Regions from separate parts of the Mus musculus genome. Here region 2 is linked to region 1. The links are chromatin contacts, called in public HiChIP or PLAC-seq maps. All regions are on one chromosome and are shown on one strand. Each heading gives the region's core, a stretch centred on a gene start, on an enhancer-like site or on the middle of the called end of the contact. The rest is flanking DNA. Distances are from core to core; before and after follow the strand shown.

Region 1 (3,943 bases), core at 961-3,460:
TCATCTACTGACTGTGACATTACTCAGAGAATGGCCATGGAGCTTACTCTATCATGGGTGTGGGGAGCAGTTGCCACAGATGGCTCTCTTCCACCTGCCTCTGGAAAAGACTGCGGGTCAGTGGGTCTGGAGGTCAAACACCATCTTCAGGCGCCTTCGAAGACACTGTTGTGTTCCCTCTCTTAACAAGTGACAGACACCCTTGCTGATAGCCCCTGCTTCTTTCTGTGCACATGTGTGTGTGTGTGTGTGTGTGTTTGTGATGCTCCATAGTGTGTGTATAGGCCAGAGATCAACATTGTCTATAAAGATACAAAGTAGAAAGATAGATACAAAGTAGAAAGATATAAAGTATAGATACAGAGAAAAAGATACAAAGTAGAAAGATGATACAAAGTATAAAGATACAAAATTACTCTATCACCTCTCTCCTTGGTTTTTGAGACAGTCTCTCGCTGAACTCTGAACTCACAATTTTGGCAAGACTGGCTGCCACTGTGTCCCTGGATTCTGTGTCTCCACACCGGCCCGTGGGTGCTGGCCTTCCAGACAACATGCCACATGCTTGGCTTTTGTGTTGGGGCAAACACTTTGCCTACTGAGCCGTCCCCTGCACATCCCCCACCCCCCTACCCCAATAATTCTTGATGGTTAGCTGCTCCTAAATCATACAAGACCACAGACCTGTGCTTTTGTTTCTGGGATGAACTCCAAGAACCTAAAACGATGTCTAGTATGCAATAAGGGCCTAATCAATGCTGACTGCTCACAGCACTTATAGCATAACAGCAGAGTGTCAGGTGTTAGTCCAACTTTCCCAGTCAATACATCTTCATCCTGAATTAAGTCTACTGTCTTCTAGGCATGGGCAGGAGGGGCTACTTTCAAGTAACCACATTAGAGGTTCCTGACACCCCACAGTAAGGTAGATGCTGTTGCCATGTCTGTCCTGAGAAGCTTGGGGGGGATGTTGCAAAGTACCACCCCTGGGTCTGCACCCCTCATAGGGGTGACTCTCTACCACCTTCTTCCAGGTCTTCTTTGTGGGGTCATCTCAGTCTATCTGTCCTCCTGACACGAGGGAAGCCCCTGGGGTGGGATACCCCATGTAATGAGGGTGTATGTGGCATTTGCTCTGAGCTTTTGCAAAATGGAGATTAAAAATAGGAAAAGGGAGCAGGGCACATAAAGCAGAGGTGACCCATGGGCAGAAGTGGAGGGTCAGAAGGGCACCTTTGCTGTTTGATGCCACTGCAGGACCCACAGACAGCCTTTGCTTCCTAACTAGGGTGTGTGTGTGTGTGTGTGTGTGTGTGTGTGTGTGTGTGTGTGTGTGTGTGAAAAAAACACCCACAAACACCAGCAAACAATAAAGAGAGGCAAAAAGAGCAGCATCACCTCAAATGGCTCTAGTCCCTGGCTGGTTTGGGGAACCAGGGGTTTGAAGTTTCCAAGGACTGGGGAGGGAGAGGAAAACGTAAGATGGTATACTCAGGCACAGCCAGGATGCTCCCTGGCAGTGTGGAAGGTGTAGAGAGATTTCACCTCTCAGCTCTTCTACTGTTCTGTGCTCTGGAACTCGGAAGCCAACCACCAGCATGCGCTGCTCAGGTGTCTGTGGGAGAGGAGGAGGCAGCAGAGGGGCTGAAAGGGTCAGGGTCAAGGTCAGGGTGGGTCTGCTCGATAGTCCTGAATTAGTCCTTTAGGGGGTTCCAAGGTCAGTGGAAACAGCCAGGCTTCAGAGTCCTGGGGACTGGGTTTGGATTTAAATCTCATTCCTCACCAGCCTCAAGAAACCTTGCCATCTGCAAATGAAAAGGGAAAGCAGAACCAGTCTCATCCAAGCTCCTGTAAGGACTCAGAGAATCACTCCTAGGAAGCCTGACTCACGGTCACAGCCATGACCGTGCTGGGGTTGAGATGGCATCTCTGCAGTGACTTGTGCAGCCTCCTCTGCTTACACTGCACACTGCTGTGTCTCAGGAAGCAGAAACTAAGCCTTGATCTTACTGGGCATTGTAGAAGGGTGGGCGCCATGCCTGCTCATATTGGTGCTAACCAACAGTTTAGACACGATTGAAAGACAAGCAGAGTGGATGTTGTCAGAGAGCCATCTTTATAAACGCTTCTCCAACTCCCAGTGTCTTCCAGAGCCAACGCTTATTTTTAGCTCTTCCAAGGATCACTGTGTTTCCCATCCTGAGCTCTCAGCCCAACGGTGCTCACTCACGTCGAAGCATATGCAATACCAGCCTGGGGTTGAGAGACAGCTGTTGGTACAGTGCCTGTTATGTAAGCGTGAAGACCTCAATTTGTATTCCCAGCATCCACATAAAAGCCACCACAGTAGCATGTGTCTGCTCAGGGAAGGAAGAGACCATCGGGTACCCAGAGCTCACTGATCAACCTAGTTGATGAACTCCAGGTTCAGTGAGAGGCCCTGTCTCAAGATACATAGGGGGCCATCAAGATGACTGAGCTGGTAAAGGTGCTTCATCAAGCCTGAGTTTGATCATTAAAAACTCCACAGTAGAGGAGAAAGAAGAGAAATAACTCCTGCAAGCTGTCCTCTGATCGCTATACACAAGTGCCGTGATGCACATATGTCAGTTGTCCTAATAAGGCAACTTCTGGTCTCTACATTCACAGGCACGCATGTGTGCACACTCAAATACATATGAACTCATAACACATAATCACACACATACATATATACAAACACACACTTTTATACACATGTGTATGCACATGCACACACACATGAACTCAATACACAATCACATACATACACACATATGTATGCATACACACATAAACTCATAACATGCAATCACACACACACACATATATATACATATACTCACACATGTATACATACACATGCATGCAGAGAGAGAGAGAAACCTACAGAGAGATAGAGAGACAGACACAGACAGAGAGATAGAGAGAGACAGAAACAGAGAGATATATAAAGACAGACAGAAATAGAGAGCCCATCCCAGAATCTATGCCTTGTCTCATCAGAAGCAAGACCTTATCATCAGAGAACAAGGTACAGGCCACCCCCTTCTCCTCCTCCAGTCAGCTCCTGCTCCAGCCTCTGCATCTAGGAACTACTTTCCAGGATCTCAGACAGGGACATGACTCTCCCTCCTCCTGTCTGGAGATTTAGACCTATAGAAGACTAATGCTAAGTTCTTGGTCCCAGTAACAGTGAGATGTATGGCTCCATCCTATACAGTGGATCTTAAGTCCAAGCCAAGAGTGTTGGTTCCTCCCATAACATCTGTGCCATGATGACAGCAGTGGGATTATCCCACAGACAGGTCACTAGGCGACCCAGATGATTGCTTTTCTTCAATAGTGCGTGTATTGCATCTCAGCACTATGAGCACTGCTCAGTAAGGGCTGCTCAGTTTCTCCACATGCTGTGCCTTGAGTAGGTGGTGTCCTCAGGAGCAGTGCCTACCGTCAGGCTGTGGAGGGTAACCAGCAGCATTGGCAATAGCCTAAATGTCTGGGGGACCATCTATATAACAGACGTCTCTGGAGTAACCCATTCTAGGAACTGAAGGTTTTACTTCATGGCATGAGATGTTTAGTTGGGACATGGTCTCCCCTATTAGACAGCAATTCTAAATTTCTTTTATATAGGTATGCATTTTTAGGAAGCTTTTAAAGTAGTTGGTTCCCATAAGGGTTTTCAAGAGGGCTTTAGTGTTCATTGTCCCTCTCAGTATTCCTCCACCCCTTTGTATTATTTTCTTATTCTGTTTTCCTCTTTGTCTTCTACTTTTCCTTCCTTGGGATACACTCTCTTTCCCCTCTTCTCTCTCTGTGGAACTCTGTTCCCAACCTCTGTGTAGAAATGAAACACACATATATAAAACTTAGAATCTAACATCCACACACCAGAGAAAACATACAGTCTCTGTCTTCCTGG
Region 2 (3,943 bases), core at 560-3,059, 340 kb after region 1:
GCATTTATTAATAACCGAGTTGTTCCTCCTTCCAACAATAGCTGAGCTGTTCCTGAATTACTCAACATTATGGGACTTATTTATAATGCCAGAGCATCTGGCTCCCACTGCCTCACACAGAGATTTACAATTCTGAAGCCCAGAGAAGACGGAGGCCACCTGCAGAGAGGAGATAAGCCAGGGCTGTGGCTCTGCCACAAGAAGGAGTTGGCTCTGGAGACAAAGCAGGCCAGTTCAAATCCCACCTCCACCACCACCTGGTGCCAGGCAATGCCCTGAGAAGTGAGGTTGACTGTCTAACCCTCCATTGCCATCTTTCTCAAAATGAGGCCTGCAGAGATCAGAGGGGAGCGTGTGTGGAGATGTAGCAAGGCTGTGGGCACCAGCTCTACACCGAAGCCATGACCTGCTCCTCACCTGAACCATCCACCCTCAGAAAAGAGGGATCGGGAGCAAAAGGCCAACCAAGGAAACATCTGGGAACAACATCTCTATCTAGAAGGGCTATCACAGGCACCGTGGGAAATGACCCCTCCCCCACTCTTAAAGAGCTTCCTGCTCCACCCACAGGCAACATGGCCCTACCCACCCACGTGGCTCCCTCTGCCTTGGAGGAAGCAGGCACCAGCATCATCTCTGCTGTGCACACATCTGCACAGAGAACCATCTAGAAACTGCTGCGGAGTTACACAAGCTGTTCTGGGAGGTGACAGTCCCGTGGGAAATGCAGGTGGGGTGACTTCAGACTGACCCCAGCAGGCTTGCTTTGGTGTAGGATTTCTCAGGGTCTCTAGTGTACCCTGTACACTGAGAATTCACAAGAGGAAGGAATAGTCCCTGGGGAGGTCTCCCAAAATGACACAACCAGGGGGCGATAGGTGACAGGGACCCTTCATGGCTCCCACAGGGAGATTGTGGGAAGAGCCAGAGGTCAGATGTCCTAAGACTGTTTCAGCCTAGCTGTGATATCTCAAACAATATCTCTTACTGGGCCTTGGTCTTTTCATCTGTAAAATGGGTTGGCTGCTTTCCAGAACACTGGCCATTTAAGAGTAAAGGCAGACTCATGAGGTAGAGCCTCACAGGGGACTCAGGGAGTCGTCAGCCAGAGGGTGTCATAGAGGATGACAGCGGACCAATAGCAGAGCCTTGAGTGACCTGTCCCAGGCCACTCTGCTAGAAAAACGGACACCAGGAGGGACATCAAACTACAACCTTTCAACAGCCACATGCTCTTTGCAACAGCAGGCCGCCTGGGTCGCTCAATACATCCGTTAGAAACTACTTAATCAGCCGCATCAATGTTATGACCATTATCATAACCATCACTGCCATCAGCATCACCAGGACCCTGATTACCACCATCAGCACCACCTCACAACCATCAACACCACCATCAGTACTATCAGCAGCACTTTGCGTGGGAGTAAAATTGCTTAAGCAGCACTTCCCACCGGGCAACCACTAAGGGACATCAGCTTCCACTATTATTCAGAGAAACAGAGTCTAAAAGCACAGAGCCTTCTCTGACACACCGAACCCCAGAGCCCTCACGCTGCCACCTCCCCACTCACCCCCGAGGCCTGGAGCTGCAGGGAGCTCTGCCTTCTAGCCCCAGCCACTTCGGGGAGTTCATTTTTCAGAAACTTCTAATTGTTTCCATCCCAGAACAGCCATCCCAGCTTAATGAATGAATTCAATATGCTCAGAAAATGCAGAATAAATCCTCGCCTGTGGCCCAGAATAGGCCTACTGCACAGCTGCTGGGCCAGAAGCCAAGCCACCAGCTGGGACAGGGCGGACAGGCGCAGATTTGGCCTTAAGAAGCACGTGGGAAGAGGGGGACAGGGAGGAGCTGGGCCTCAGGAGCCCTGGGCCCGAGGACAGAGAGATGGAATTGCCCCCTTCCCTAGTCACATGACAGCTCACAGCTGTCCATCTACCGTGCCAGCAAAGGGCTTTGGGTGGGAACTCAGACTTGGCGTCACATGGAGAAAGAGGATGAAACAGCTATGCGGACCCTGCTCACGACAACTCCACAGCCTGGAACAGAGCACTGAACACACCACCAGCAATCCTCGTAGTGTAGTGTGGAGACAATGAGGTGGTGTCCCCGGGCAGCTGGGGCCTGACAGCCTGTAGACACAGAGGCGTGGAAGGAAGGGAGATAGGGAGTGGGGAGACGGTGCCCTGTGTGATAGCACTTGCTGCTCTTGCAGAGGACCTGGGTTCAGTTCCCAGCACCTGTGTGGAGGCTCACAGCTATCTATCTATAACTCCAGTTTCAGAGCATGCCATGCCGTCTTCCGGCTCCCAAGGGTACCAGACAAGCATGTGATGCAGGCATACACTTAGGCGAGACAGTCATACACATAAAATAACTGAAGCAACCAACAGAGCCAAACGAAGCAGCAATGGCAAAAGTGGTAAGAGAAAGGAGAGAGAGAAAGGAGGCTCGATGGGAGAAGAGGGGAGGAAGGGAGTCTAAGTTTCGCTTTGAGGATGTGACAAGTGCCGTGACCAAACCCACTTAGGGGAGGAAAAGGTACTGTTCGAGACCCCGGTCTCCCTTGAGAGCAGCAGGACACAGGAGGTGGAGGGCCTTTGTTTGTTGGTGTGAAATCCCTTTGTACTGTTTCCGGTTCTCATAGACACTAATTGTGAGTGGACCCGCAGCAGTGAAAGAGCAGAGAGACAGATACCCTAACAGGAGCAGGGAAGGCGCTGCCTATTACTCATGCTCTCTCCTGTGCTCAAGATGTCCCCAGCCTAGAGGGCCTCCACGCCTCCACCTCTCCACCCCTCTGCCCCTCCACCCCTCTGCCCCTCCACCCCTCTGCTCCTCCACCCTTCTGCCCCTCCACACCTCCACACCTCTGACCCTCCACACACCCCACCAGGCCTCCGTGACTCCACCCCTCCGTGCCTCCATACCTCCACACCTCCACGCCCCCAACCCCTCCACGCCCCACGCCTCCACCCCTTAACTGACCTCCCCCACTCCCACTCACCCTGATTCTGCCAGTGTCCGACAGAAGATGGGGTGCCTGGCCCTTGTCATTAGAAACCTCTGTGCAGAGACCCTCTCAGGGTCCCAAATTACAACCCCATTCATTCAGGGCCTGGCATCTTTATGACGGTGGCGGGGAGGTTGGTGGCGGCCGTGCACTTCACTCTTCCCCACCACAGCTCTACTTGGGCTTATATACGACCTGACTATGCCATATATTAGGCAGTGGGTCAATGCCAAGCAGGCTGGCGAATTTAATGAAGAACAAATAAATTAAACACACTACTGGCCTTCACAGAGAAAAGAGGCCAAGCCACCTAAGCTGTAGACATAAGCGTCCCCCAGCTTGGCTGCCAGGCTGGATTCTAAATGCCATGGTCCTCTCTGTACAGCAATGAGGGTCAGCAGGCACAGTGACACATGGCTCCACTTTCTGTGGAGAGCGATGAGCCCACAGGATTTGGGGAGCAGACTGATGACAGTCACAAGTTTCCTCACCAGGAAGGACTTCTTACTGATGACAGTCATATCTGGATTAAGGAGACCTGTGGGGCTGTAAATGGTCTGGTTAAACAGAGCCAGTCTCACAAATGTGCTGGCTTGGGCATTACTGTCACATTAGGCAGAGGACAACACTGAGTCCCCAAGGACAGAGAATCACCTTAACCAAGAAGCAGACTGGTCCCAGGAACACCCACAGCCTCAACTTAGAGTTATTCCCCATTCTGCTCAGGTGAACTCCCAAACAGTGTTGTTGGGGACATCAAAGGGTTGGTGGAACCAAGGAAAGACTCATACAAAAGAAGGTGGTTCTCCGAGCACCCAGAATGCACCTTGGCATGAGCACAGCCAGGCAAATGCAAGGGAACTGTAGAGACAGTTCCCAAGGTCAACACCCCCGGATGCTGTGGGGCTTGGCATCACAGAACAACC

The links. HiChIP or PLAC-seq counts read pairs in DNA pulled down with a chosen protein or histone mark.
Region 2: an H3K27ac HiChIP or PLAC-seq map of SST interneurons shows a contact between it and region 1, with 9 times the contacts expected there. The contact joins two enhancer-like sites. A contact is called at or near these places in 6 of 484 Hi-C or Micro-C datasets (all in embryonic stem cells), 6 of 115 datasets of contacts at active chromatin or transcription factors (SST interneurons, embryonic basal ganglia, embryonic midbrain and 1 more) and 1 of 9 other capture datasets (embryonic stem cells).

Annotation. Positions count from the first base shown.
Region 1 is chr5:112,508,396-112,512,338 of GRCm38.p6, forward strand. The region is part of intron 1 of Sez6l (seizure related 6 homolog like); the gene reads right to left. Among named protein-coding and RNA genes, the nearest start is that of Gm42160, 33 kb to the left of the region's middle. Within about 2 kb of position 2,211, at least 16 of the 459 cell types and tissues checked have an H3K27ac peak or open chromatin away from gene starts, as enhancers often do. A contact at or near this core is called in SST interneurons, where this site is marked.
Region 2 is chr5:112,851,567-112,855,509 of GRCm38.p6, forward strand. The region is part of intron 12 of Myo18b (myosin XVIIIb); the gene reads right to left. Among named protein-coding and RNA genes, the nearest start is that of Myo18b, 43 kb to the right of the region's middle. Within about 2 kb of position 1,810, at least 71 of the 459 cell types and tissues checked have an H3K27ac peak or open chromatin away from gene starts, as enhancers often do. A contact at or near this core is called in SST interneurons, where this site is marked.